Linked DNA regions of Sus scrofa: all the other regions are linked to region 1. Evidence: chromatin contacts called from public HiChIP or PLAC-seq data. All regions are on one chromosome and are shown on one strand. Each heading gives the region's core, a stretch centred on a gene start, on an enhancer-like site or on the middle of the called end of the contact. The rest is flanking DNA. Distances are from core to core; before and after follow the strand shown.

Region 1 (3,309 bases), core at 275-2,774:
ACACTCAGCCTGGTTTTTCCACCTTAAAGAATGTTATGAAACATCTCAGCCAAACTCTCGCTGAAAAATTCATGGGCTGCATTTCTTTATCACAGAGGAAAATAAAGTAATTCTTTATAACTGGTTTTTGGTATATCTGCCACATATTTCAGTCATCACTGCTTCCCTGTCCATTGTTTAGAAACCATATTTTAAATAATCTGTCCTAGAACTTTGTTATACAAAGCTGTTATTTCTAAATTATCTCTCCTTTTGGAAAAACTATAATGAATTCCTCATATCCAGCTTTTTTGCATTTTCTATACTTTATGATTATTAAATTATCATCATATTTCACTTTAAAACTCTCACTTGCCCTAGCTAGGCTTTCCCTGCTGTGACATTTCATTAATTTAGAGTTATTACATAATTATTTAAGTTTCTCTAGGGCAGGGACTACAGCCACCACTGACTTGGCCACAAAGCATATTTTGCTGTATTGAACAAATGACTCTCTTTCCTTATCTTGGCTTACCAAAGTCAATTCAAAATTTTTCAATCAGAAGATCATTTTATTTGTTATATTTTCCTGTAAATAACAGAAAACACAAAATCCACAGCACCTTCAACAAAATAGAGGTAAATGTGATCCCAGGTGAGCAAGGATCCATCTCCTCCTTTCTTTTTGCTCTGTCATTCTTATGCCCCGAGGTCCAACAAGCTGCTGGAGTTCCATCCATTACCTGTGTCTTCAAGGTAGCTGGAAGTAGAAGGGGCAAGGTGACTCACTGCTGAGACAGCTTTCTTTAAATAACCTGCTTATTCTTGCTTTCCATAACTTTGTCAAATGGCCACACTGAGCTGTAAGGGGCCACACATAGGTGTAAAATGTAATCCTTGACTAGGTTCATTGCAACTCTGGTGAAAGTTATTTCTGTTGCTTTGGAGATGAGAACAGCCTTTGGGTGGCATCAGTCAGCACTGCTAAAACTTAAGGAGAGAACAGACTAAATAGGTATTCAGGACTTCCTTCTTCATGTTCTTCCAAAAAATTTGTCTTAAGACAGTTTCGGAATTCCTGTTGTGGTGCAGCGGAAATGAATCCAACTAGTATCCATGAGGATGTGGATTTGATCCCTGGCCTTGCTGAGTGGGTTAAGGATTTAGCATTGCCATGAGCTGTGGTGTAGGTTGTACATGCGGCTTGGATCCCATTTTGCTGTGGCTCTGTTGTAGGTTGGCAGCTACAGCTCTGCTTCATCCCCTAGCCTGGGAACCTCAAAATGCCTCATGTGGCCCTAAAAAGAAAAAAAAAAAAAAAAAAAACGAAAGAGAAGACAGTCTCATATCTCTGACCAACTTTTTGCTTCAAGCATCAGTAATAAGCCCATTTTACTGACTGTAGAAGTGTATAGACATTTTACATCTTAAAATTTAGACTTCTTAACATGCTTTTCTATTTGTTTTTGTTGATGTTTCTATGTATTCATACTGGCTTCTTCAGCTTCCTCCTCTCTTTAGTTCTCTTTTGAGATTTGCAGTTACTCAATCAGAGCAGCAATTTTTCTGGCTTTCTAACCATGTCGAGTCACATTGATTTCCAGATGCTTAGGTCATGGACTTATGAATCTTTTTCCTCTATTTTCGAAAAGCTCTCTTCTGCACATTTTCAAGAGGATGTATCTAACTGGTAAGCGTTAGTCTTTTCCTGCCAGTCTCCTGCCCCATTTTATGCCAGTGGGATTGGACTGGAGCTTCCATTCTCTGCAGCCAGGGCTGGGCACCTCTCCCTGGCCTGGTCATTGTTCTCTCCTTGTGTTCACAGTGATTGCTCCCAGGATGGGCAAGTGATGCAAATCATGTCTTTTACTGAAGCCACTGCAGGGGGCCCTGCCCTTCCTTCTGAGATTGTTAGAAGCCATCTCTAGCACTACCTGGAGAGAAAGCGTGTCTGAGAATAGAGCCAACACAGGGGAAAGCATAGCAGATGGAGGACTGAAGTGAGCTTTCTGAGAACATCTTTTGAGTACCACTCCTTGTGCTGTATAAGCCAATTAAAATCCTTTCTCCCATTAAGCAAAGTTTAATTTTTGAAACTTGTACTTAAAGGAATCCTTTCAGCTTGGTTAGGTAACCTCTTCCTGGTTCTTGTTCAGTCCACTAGCCAGCCACTTTGAACTTATTTGTTAAAATGTACCTGTTTTATATGTTACAGATGACTCCACTTGTGCTAGTTGGATTACATAATGTGGATATGAAGTACTTACAGGTTACAACCTCTAACCAGTCAGTGTCTACATAATGGTGCTACTGAGAAATCATCAGGTTCCGTGTTTATATGAAACAAAGGATTGGTTTCAACTTGGACTCAATCTCACCAGTTTCTCTGCTGACTTTCTTTATTTTAGCATGGAAAGATCCTAGAGGCAATTGCCTAGAAACATGACTGTACTAGAGAGGGGAAAGTAGAAAGAGGCACAAATAATGCATTCCAGAGACCAACTGGGACCCAGGCAGTTTTCAGAATATTCTGAAGGAAATTAAAACCTCTTAAGAAACCAGTTAATAACATTTCAGTTCTCCAGAACTTGAACTTTGAGCAACTAGAAATTTTCAAATATTAATGAAAGGCCATGATATAATTAAGAGCCATTTCAACCTAGAATGGCAAGGGACGCAGGAGGAGGGAAGCAAAACTGACATTTGTTGAGCTTCAGCTAAGTGTGAGGCGTGGTCTAGGTTTCTGTTATGCAGAACTTGATACTAAAAACTTTGAAAGCAGAGGCATTTTCAAAGCCAAAACTGTCTTCCAAAGGGGAAATGGGAAGATAGTGTCTGGTATATAGGAAGCATTCAGTAACTAGTAGCAACTATGGTGATGATAGTGATGCTGACAGACACCTGGGTAAGGTAAACCTTCCCAGCACATTGAGGTTGGGTTCTGACACCCTGAATGAGACACCAGGTCCACAGAAGCCCTTGGGTTTCTAATTGAGCAAAATAAAATACCTTGTCATTGTCTTCCAGGGGTAAATATTAAAATGTACTTCCTCAGAGTTCCTGGCATGGCTCAGTGGTTAATGAACCCGACTATGAAAATATGAAAATCTTGGCTTCAGGGGTGACACTGAGGGGTAATATTATTTTAAAATAATAAATAATATTAGGTTGGTTGACATTTCACTAACTCTTAAATTTGGAAATATTCCAAATTATGCATCACCAGACAATAATTTCTGAACAGGTTCAATAGCACTAAGATTTTTTTCAAAATCTTTCAAGTATGACAAACATTTTCTGCAACAAAAGGCAATCTCTATCAACTAAATA
Region 2 (3,309 bases), core at 284-2,783, 240 kb after region 1:
TGTATTACAAATAATAGTCATACCCATTTAATACATTTAAATTTATAACCTCATATTCAATCTTCTTGCCCCTTCCAATATCTGAAGGGCTCAATATTACATAAGTTTAAGCAAAAGCAAGTCTTAGGCATTTCATACTTCTTATGTGGGGCTCATGTAAGAATAGCTGGTAGTTGGAATTCCCATTGTGGCTCAGGGGTTAGGAACACGACTAGTATCCCTGAGGATGCGGATTCGATCCCTGGCCTCACTTGGTACGTTAAGGATCCAGAGTTGCCTTGAGCTTTGGTGTAGTTCACAGATATGGCTTGGATACTGCATTGCTGTTGCTGTGGAGTAGGCTGGCAGCTGCAGCTTATATTTGACCCCTAACCTGGGACCTTCCATATGCTGCAGGTGCAGCCCTAAAAAGCAAAAAAGAAAAGAAAAAGAATAGCTGGTAGTTTCTTTCTTACTGTTATGAAAACATAAAGAGAAAATGTGCCATGTTAAAACAGGAAACTTCCTTTCTTTATACATTTTCTAGTAAGTGTCAAAGCCAAATGAAAAGAAAAATTATTTCCAGAATGCTTTCAACTGTCTTGTCCTCCCAGGACTTCTTAGTGGAGGGAAGATCCTGCCCTTTGAAAGCATAGACCGTGCTTGTCTGTGCTCTTCACTTCTGCCCTATATCTGTCTGCCTGACAACTATTCACAGAGTCAGCCTTCATTCCCTATTTCCAAATAAGAATTTAACTCAAGTTATATTAAGAAGAAAAAAATGTAGGTTATATATGCAATGGAAAATATCCATCCATGAGTGGTTTTCTCTTATGAATTTTTTTTTGCCCATGCCTATGCATGCAGAATTTCCCAGGACAAGGATTGAATCCTCACCACAGCAGCAACCTGAGACACAGCAGTGACAATGCCAACTCCTTAACTGCTACACTGCCAGGAAACTCCTCTTATGAATATTTGACAATTGACATTTTTATGTTGCTTAATATAAAGATGATCACCATGGTGACAGGAGTGAAGGTTCGCAGGCCCATTTGTGGTCATTAACCCATCTCCCTCTCTCTGTCTCATATCCCTCTCTTGCCATAATGACTCAGAGGATCAGGCAGGGCACCAGCACAACTCCATGTTCAAATTCTGGCTGGGGTCCACACAGATTTCACAGTCCATGGCTATTAGTGCAAAAGCACATGAGTCCTGATTTTATGGAAAAATAGACAATTTCTGTTCAGATCTTGGGTTCTTTATAGGAAATGTCCTGCATGAGGAGAGCAGTGGAAGAGAAGCAGTTGATAGATAAATAGGATAACATGGCATCTCAGTGTCTCATGGATATCATCCTCACAGATAAAACCTAAGTCTCTCTGTGTGACTGACATGTAGGCCTTTATCCATTTCTAATGAAAGAGCAGAGAAGTTACTCTCCTGTGGCTTTTGCTGGTACTTTTTATAGCCAAAGTGTGGTAGGAAGTAGGCCCCAAGTTCCCTTGGCAACAAGTAGAGTCGAAGCAATACAAAGAAATCTGAATCATCAGTGAATCATCTGAGGATTTGTTTCCAATCCTTGGAAATAATTTACTGATTGTTTTTTTCTCTGTGTGGTGTTTACTTACTCCAAGGGAAGAGCACAGGAAACGTAAGAGTGCACTTTGGTCAATCACTTAAGAATCACAGTGAATGCTCCAAGTGGGCCTTAATATCACTATCCAAATAAATACATAAATAAATACCGTGCTTTCTTCATTAAGACAATACTCACATTTGAAGGGAACTGATAGGCAACACATCAGAGTATCAGCAGTGGGGAAATTCCCTTCTCCAAAGAAATAACCTGATGTCCCCAGAAAAGGGTTTCAGGATGTTGCTGCATTTAAACTAAATTTTTCTTAGCATCAAGGAAAGGTGATGTCTACACAGCTCATTGTTAATACCAGAGGGCATTTTCAGATGCCGACAAAGAGAACTGATATGGTTACACCTGAATCATGAGCACATGCATACACACACACATAAATACACACACACACACACACACACACACACACACACACCAGTACACAATATCTGACACTTCTAGACATCAGTTATTCAGTTTCTCCTACTATTTTTTTCCACAGGATATATCTCTTCTATAAGCCCTTTATCTTTATTCCTATTGATTCTCCCTAATTTCAAGATTTATCACTTTGTTCTCTTGGTTTAGATCGTCGTTTACTCCAATCTTTGTGCAGAGAGAAACAACTTCCTCTAACTATACTTTTTCTCATGTCAGCCTCCCATTCAAAACTCATTGAGGAGGCTCAGTGGCTTCTTGTGGACCATGGCTTATTTATCGTCATATTCACAACATGTATCATAGTGCCTGACCCCTAAAATATGTTCAATAAATGATTATTGAATGATTTATAATAATTGTGGATTTTTTATTTATACACTCCCCCATAAAAGATCTAAATCTACTTTTAAGCATAAGTCTAATGTCCTAAGTGTTTGCATCCATAGCTACTAGCATGGTCTCTGGTGTATTGTTCCTTCTCAACTACCATTTATTGAAACAGTGAATCAAATATTGTAGTCTCCCCTACCTAGGGGACCTCATCTCCTACCAGTCCCCTCCTTCCTGTGAGGTGATCCTTTGTACCTGTCAAGCTCCATGTAATCACCCATACCATTTACTTCAGATGAAGGATCACCACCTACCTAAGTTCTATCCTTCAAGGCCCAGTCCAAGTCTCATCCTATTCACAAAGGGAGAGATTTTCTGATTCTTCAGTCCTCACCAATCTCCATGTTCTTTAAACTCATAGTGTATACAGCCTTTTTGCAAATGTCGTCCCTAATAATCTATTATTTGCTTCCTTTCTGACTCCTGGGTGATAGCACTTATTTCCTAATCCTTGGCATCTCCCACATACTGATGACACTCAGCTCCTTTATCTCCTATATTCGATTCACTGTCTCAATAAATGGTAGTTGAGAAGGTACAATATACCAGAGACCATGCTAGTAGCTAGGGATACAAACACTTAGGACATTAGACTTATGCTTAAAAGTAGATGTAGATCTATTATGGGGGAGTGTATAAATAAAAAATCCACAATTATTATTAAAAAAGTATAGTTAGAGGAAGTTGTTTCTCTCTCTGCACAAAGATTGGAGTAAAGGACAATCTGAACGAAGGTAGTTGCCCTTATGTCTTGTCAAATCATCAAAACTCAATGTCTTATAAGCATCTCAGACTCAAAAGTGTTCAAAAGTTAGTTCATGTTAAATTTTGTAGGTCTGCTAATTGTATTGTTTTTTGCTATA
Region 3 (3,309 bases), core at 412-2,911, 210 kb after region 1:
TCTGCTGTGCAGCAACAGGAACCAAGGCTTGGTTTCCAGAGACCTCAAAGATTGTCAAAGAGTAATGACTTGGCACTCAAAATTAAGTTTAGGTTTTCTTTGATCCTAAATCTGTCCAGTGCACTAAACTGGGCTATACTTCTATGATCCCGTCATGGTCAGTTGTGTAGAAATAAAGCTAATCTTCAATTCTGAGTTAAGCTGACCCTCCTCCACAAAAAAAGGGGGAAAAAGGGAACTAAGAAATAATGGCAAGGAGAAAAATGGAATAGCAAAAACAAGGTAAGAGAAGTTTCACACCAAAAGGGCCAGTCAAAGAGGTGAAAACCTACAGGGTACAGTGGACCGGAAACCACAGAAAGTAAAACAGAATGAGAAAGCTCTGGTTTTGTACTGGAGGCAGAGTTTAAAGAGATTTCTAAGATGCTATGATTTCATCCTTGGGTGGGAGCAACCTATGTACAGCATGAATTGGTTTGCACTACTTTAGGGCAACTCAAGGTTCTAAGTATTTTCCTCTACGTATTTAGTGACTATGTATGTGTTACTTGCCACAGGGAAAATGTGGATCGTGAAAATTATGGTTTCTGTTTCTCAAACACTGCTAATAAAACATCTCTATAAACATCTTTATGTCCAACACATTGACATTAAACACTCTGGTTCCATTGAAGCTTTTTACACAGTAGCTGACACCTGTGCACAGCTCTGGTTTCCCCTCGGAAATATACAGGAAAATATGGGCGCTTCACTAGTCCCTTTCCCATAAATGTTTTCCAAGTTTCATAGACAAATATCCTCTGTATTTTGTCTGCTGAAATATTCATTTCATTGTCACTGGGAGTTTGGCAGGTCTTAGCTCACCCAGGTCATGTTGTTCCTTCCCTTCTGCAAAAGTTGCATAAAACTTCAGGTCAGAGGAGGCCACTCTATGGGTAGATTCAGCAGCACTTTCTTCTACTTCTGTGGCTTGAAATACTCCATGGAAGACTGCACAGAGCTTATCTTCTTTCTATTGCTTTAGACACGTAGGAGTTGCTAACAACACTTAATAATCTCCTGAAAGGAGAGGCCCCATCTCTTAGGATGTAACATGTTGAGAACTAGTCTAGGAAGTTAACCTAAACCACACATTAGTAACTGAAACTTTCAAATTCATGCTGTTGGGAAAAAAAAGGAAAGCCAAAAGTTAAAATTGTTGTTGGTTACTGAATGCCATCAGAACAAGAAAGAAAAGAGAGGAACTGCATAAAAAAAAAAATAAAACTAAAAGTTGGTGTTGTAAAAGACATAATGAGACATGGTAAATATGGCAAGCTAGTGGTAATCCTCTCTCTCTTGAAGTGTTGTCATAAGAGTGAGAAAAATTGTATATGGATCACCCAGCGAGTATTCATATGTTCTAGACCAATACAAGTGTATTTTACCTGTAGTATTTACTTCTGTTATCTTTAATTCCTCACAAGCACTTATAAAGTAGACTCAACCCTGTTTTACAGATAAGAAAATTGAAAGTAAAGGAAGCATACATTTCTTGTCCACGGTGAGACAGCTACTCATTCTGAGTCAGGATTTGCACCCAGGCAGTTTAGCTCCAGAGATAAGAGCATTAACCCCTACGTTGCAGAACTGGCCTCAGTGTACAGAGGAGTTCTGAGCAAGGTCTCAACTCCTGACTTTGACCAGGTGGGGGCAGCAGGAGATGCTCAGTGCTTTAGTCAGAGTGATCTTTCCAATATGTAACTCTATAGATTGTGTTCTCTTGCTTTAAAACGCAGTAAGTGTTGAGTTCAGACTGCTGTGGAAATGTAGTGAAGCACTTCATGATGTGGGGTCTGCCTATCCCTTTAACTCATGCATTGTTGGCTGCTCTTGCTATTGTTTTTGTTTTGTCTTTTTGTCTTTTCTAGGGCCACACTTGCGGCATATAGAGGGTCCCAGGCTAGGGGTTCAGTCGGAGCTGTAGCCACCGGCCTATGCCAGAGCCACAGCAACGCGGGATCCAAGCCACGTCTGTGACCTACACCACAGCTCAGAGCAGCACAGGAGCCTTAACCCACTGAGCGAGGCCAGGGATGGAACCTGCAACTTCATGGTTCCTAGTCACATTCGTTAACCACTACGCCACGAGGGATACTCCGCTATTGTTTTTTTGTTTGTTTGTTTAAATATATTGTTTCTTTAATATAATATATCGGATTTTGCCATACTCTGTTGTAGTTGCTTATATACAAGTCTATCTGCCTGAGAGGCTAGAATCCAGTGAGGGAGCTTCCATGTTTGTTTTCTCTCTGTTATACTCCATTAGGGAGTAATAGCCAAAATTTGAATTAACAGAAGTCACAGGCCTCAGTCAATCAGGATAGACATCTGAAGTAACCAAGCAGTAGGATTTTGTCATTGGGTAGCCTTCCATTACAGACCACTGGTGGATACTTTCTATTTGTGAATGAATGAATGAATGAACGATGTTAAGAAATAGCACTAGATATTTTTGCCTTTGGTTTCATTCTCACTCTTGGCTCTGCTTTATGTCCTTTTTCTTCCTCAATTCTAAGTTATATATTTAAAAATATATTTTGGGAATTCCTGTTGTGGCATAGTAGGATCGGCAGCCTCTTGGGATCACTGGGACACAGGTTTGATCCCTGACCCAGCACAATGGGTTAGGGATCTGGCACAGCCACAGCCGTGGCTTGGATTTGATCCCTGGCCTGGGAATTACATATGCCGGGGGTTGGCCAAAAAAGAAAAATGTTTCTGTATCCTTAAAATTAGATTTTAATCTCTTTCGTGATGAGGATTGGGATAAGTTAGTACATAAAACTGTTGGTGGATATTAACTACCATTGAAACTGATCACTACAAGGATCAATAAGATGGGTGTTCACCTGAAAAATAGGCTGTGGATTATAATACCTTTTTTTCCAAATATCAACCGTTCTGGCTGTTTTGGTGTCTCGAATTTAGAGATTTGTTTCTTATAATTAAAATGTTGCCTTTCAAAGATGAACTGCAAGCTATCCTGGAATGGTTAAGTACTGAAAAATTTAATTAATATTTTAAAATCTTAGCATTGATTCATTTTATTGTTTCCACTTGATACCTTAAAAATTAAGAAGTAAAATAAAATAATCTCAAAAGCCACTTAAGGCAAATGCTGCATTTTTATTGGAGTAAAGAGGAAGAGATTAATCTAAAATTGTGAGAGAAATGCTGGGTACAAATTTTAATTGCACGGAAAGCATATGGACATGCATTTTATACATGTCCAGATAGTTGATCGTTAATAAGCTCACAGCTGATTTC
Region 4 (3,309 bases), core at 345-2,844, 170 kb after region 1:
TGTCCAGGTTTCCCAGCAATGCTTGCTGAAAAGCCTGTCTTTTTCCCATTTGATGTTCTTGCCTCCTTTGTCAAAGATTAATTGACCATAGGTGTCTGGTTTTATTTCTCTATTTTTATCCATTGGTCTGTCTACCAGTACCACACTGTCTTGATGACTGTGGCTTTGTAATATTGCCTGAAGTCTGGGAGAGTTATGCCTCCTGCTTGGTTTTTGTTCTTCAGAGTTGCTTTGGCAATTCTGGGTCTTTTGTGGGTCCATATAAATGTTTGGATTGTTTGTTCTAGTTCTGTGAAGAATGTCATGGGTAATTTGATAGGGATTGCATTGAATCTGTAGATTGCTTTGGGTAGTATGGCCATTTTTACAATATTAATTTTTCCAACCCAGGAACATGGAATATCTTTACATTTCTTTACATCTTCTTTAATTTCCTTGATTAAAATTTTCTAGTTCTTGGCATATAAGTCCTTTACCTCCTTGGTCAGCTATATTCCCAGGCATTTGATTTTTTGGGGTGCAATTTTAAAAGGTATTGTACTTCTATATTCCTTTTCTAATATTTCATTGTTAGTATACAGAAATGTGACTGATTTCTGAATGTTAATTTTATATCCTGCTACTGTGCTGAATTTGTTGATCAGTTCAAGTAATTTTTGAGTTGAGTCCTTAGGGTTTCCTATATATAGTATCATGTCATCTGCATACAGTGACAGTTTTACCTCTTCTCTTCCTATTTGGATGCCTTTCATTTCTTTTGTTTGTCTGATTGCTGTGGCTAGAACTTCCAATACTATGTTGAATAACAGTGGTGAGAGTGGGCATCCTTGTCTTGTTTCAGGTTTTAGTGGGAATGCTCTCAGATTTTCTCCATTGAGTATTATGTTTGCTGTGGTTTTGTCATAAATGGCTTTGAGGTTTGCTTTTTAAACATCCTGTTGACTCAGCCAAATTCTTTATCATTAATATTGCATCATTTATTCATCCTAAAGCTTTTTTCTTTATTTCTAAAACATCTCTGGCTATGAAATCAAGATTGCCTTGAAATATTGGTTGACAGATGACAATTTCTTTTTGTTCAAATCGCAATTTTTTGTGTCTATATTTTAAATTTATTTTGAGTATGAACATACGCTTAGTCCTTATTACTTGTATACTAATGTGCCTGTAAATCAGCTAAGCTGAATAACGCAGCCTTCCTCAAATTTTCAATTTCTAGGGCCTATTGCAAGCTGACTAAATATCTAACATGTTTTGTACTAAATATGAATTCACTTATCAATTGCATTCTTAAAGTTTTTCATTCAGATTTCTCTATTGAATCAAATTGGCATTTTCATAGTTTCTTCTTAGACTCCTTTTTGAAGAAAAAATATATATAGTTTAGAAAGTGCAGTTACTATTTATAACAAGGGAAAAATGCAAATATCACAGCAGAAGTAATTACATCAAATTAGCATGGCCTTAGACATACTTATATGCTGATATGTCCTAACTGCGTTTCTCTAGTTCAGACCTCCCTCCCAAATTCTAGACCATGAGTTAGCAAACTTTGACCTTCAAGCCAAATTTAGCTACAGCCTGTTTGTGTAAATTTTTATTGTAACACAGCCCTGCCCATTATTTTGCACATTGTCTGTGGTTGCCCAGGGGTGGAGTAGTTGTGACGTAACATCTGGCCCACAAAGTCTAATAAAATATTTATTCTCTGTTCCTTTACAAAAGTTTGCTGATTTCTGCTCTAGACTTACAAGCCTATTCCCTCCTATATCTTCACTTAGATGTCCAAAAGTAATGTTGAACTGAAAATGTTCAAAACCAAACTCGCCATCTTTCCTCCAAAAGCTGTTCCAACAGGTGTCTTACCCATCCCAGTTGATGACAATTCCATCTTTACACTTGTTCAAACCTAAAGCTTTGGAGTCATTTCTTTACTTTCTGGTTTCTCTCCCAGCCCTCCTCCAGGCAATGAGATCATCCTAAAGGCTCTATTTTCAGCAAGTACTTGGAATTCAGTCTTTTCTCAAGCCCCTCCACTGCTGAGGCTTTGGTTAGAACAAGCATCATGTTTTAGCCTCATTACTGCTATTGCTGCCCAGGCTGCTTTCTTTTTTTTCTTTTTTTTTTTTTCTTCATTTTCTTTCCTTTTTTTTTCTTACTACTCAGTGAATTTATTACATTTATACTTGTACAATGATCATCACAATTCAAATTTATAGGATTTCCATCCCACAACCCCAGCGCAGCCCCCCAAGGCTGCTTTCTTTTGGCTGTGGCCTTTATAATCCCCTTGACTCTTTTCAACACACGTCTAAATTAATCCTAATGAAATAGAAATCACTCTATGGCTTTTTGCTTCTCTAAACTTTATGGTGGCTCCCACTTTTCCTTAAAATATAACCATCTCTAAGTCATTTTATTCCTCCAAGTTCATTTATTCTTCCTTCCTCAGAATTTGGTTAATAGAATTTCTATTTGATTAATAAAATTCCCATCCATTTTGACTCTTTCTAATTTTAAGATGATACTTCCACTACTAAAACTTCATAACTTAAACTCAGTTCATTAGAAACCAGAGCTTAAGGCTAAGATCATAAATATTTTTTGAGGAAGTACAAGCTTAACGTTAATGATATCATGGAAAAATGGTAATAAAACAAGGAGAGATGGAAAGTAATGAAATAGAATTGTTAGTGCAGTAGCCACCCTTTTCAACTAGCTGCAGAAAAACACAGTAAGATACTCAGGTGTGTTCTTCTGGCATGTAGGAATTTTTTGAAAAACCCACAAGGAAAGGCTGTAATTTAAAATGTCAAAGGGACAAAGAAAAGGAAAAGTATCTGCCTAGCACCCTTTTACTCCCCCTTCCCTTTGGTTAGAGTTTCCCCATAGAAAGCTGATTTTCCTCACCTTTGTGTTGCCTTGTCTGGCTGTACAGAAAGCAGGTAGTGTGGCATTTTATTGAACCCAGAAATGACTCGACACAAATGAGCTCAGCATGTGGGAAGTGAGGACAGCTTAAGCTCAACATTTTAAAATCTGACTCAAGTGTCCTCTGAGAATTAGACACCCGCAAAGTCACAGGTGGTCTGTAAGGAAAGTAAATTCTTTAGAATTAGGCAACTGAGGGAATCTGGGAAGGGCTACAAAACTCCCAATTCCAGTTATCAGCTCTTTTCAACTTCTAGCCATCTCCAGAAAAAGAACAGAACAGAAAAGAAAAAGACCGTTTTGAATATTGTTTCATTCCGCTAAGTTCTCTATTTGTCATCGATCAGGTCAGAACTTTCTAAATGTTTGCCCTCCCTT

The links. HiChIP or PLAC-seq counts read pairs in DNA pulled down with a chosen protein or histone mark.
Region 2: an H3K27ac HiChIP or PLAC-seq map of alveolar macrophages shows a contact between it and region 1. The contact joins two enhancer-like sites. A contact is called at or near these places in 1 of 47 Hi-C or Micro-C datasets (embryonic fibroblasts) and 1 of 2 datasets of contacts at active chromatin or transcription factors (alveolar macrophages).
Region 3: a contact with region 1 is called in an H3K27ac HiChIP or PLAC-seq map of alveolar macrophages. The contact joins two enhancer-like sites. A contact is called at or near these places in 4 of 47 Hi-C or Micro-C datasets (embryonic fibroblasts, epiblast stem cells and liver) and 1 of 2 datasets of contacts at active chromatin or transcription factors (alveolar macrophages).
Region 4: a contact with region 1 is called in an H3K27ac HiChIP or PLAC-seq map of alveolar macrophages. The contact joins two enhancer-like sites.

Annotation. Positions count from the first base shown.
Region 1 is chr9:86,212,372-86,215,680 of Sscrofa11.1, forward strand. No RefSeq gene overlaps it. Among named protein-coding and RNA genes, the nearest start is that of AGR2, 160 kb to the left of the region's middle. Within about 2 kb of position 1,525, at least 4 of the 83 cell types and tissues checked have an H3K27ac peak or open chromatin away from gene starts, as enhancers often do. A contact at or near this core is called in alveolar macrophages, where this site is marked.
Region 2 is chr9:86,457,003-86,460,311 of Sscrofa11.1, forward strand. No RefSeq gene overlaps it. Among named protein-coding and RNA genes, the nearest start is that of AHR, 53 kb to the right of the region's middle. Within about 2 kb of position 1,534, at least 16 of the 83 cell types and tissues checked have an H3K27ac peak or open chromatin away from gene starts, as enhancers often do. A contact at or near this core is called in alveolar macrophages, where this site is marked.
Region 3 is chr9:86,425,585-86,428,893 of Sscrofa11.1, forward strand. No RefSeq gene overlaps it. Among named protein-coding and RNA genes, the nearest start is that of AHR, 85 kb to the right of the region's middle. Within about 2 kb of position 1,662, at least 10 of the 83 cell types and tissues checked have an H3K27ac peak or open chromatin away from gene starts, as enhancers often do. A contact at or near this core is called in alveolar macrophages, where this site is marked.
Region 4 is chr9:86,377,982-86,381,290 of Sscrofa11.1, forward strand. No RefSeq gene overlaps it. Among named protein-coding and RNA genes, the nearest start is that of AHR, 130 kb to the right of the region's middle. Within about 2 kb of position 1,595, at least 4 of the 83 cell types and tissues checked have an H3K27ac peak or open chromatin away from gene starts, as enhancers often do. A contact at or near this core is called in alveolar macrophages, where this site is marked.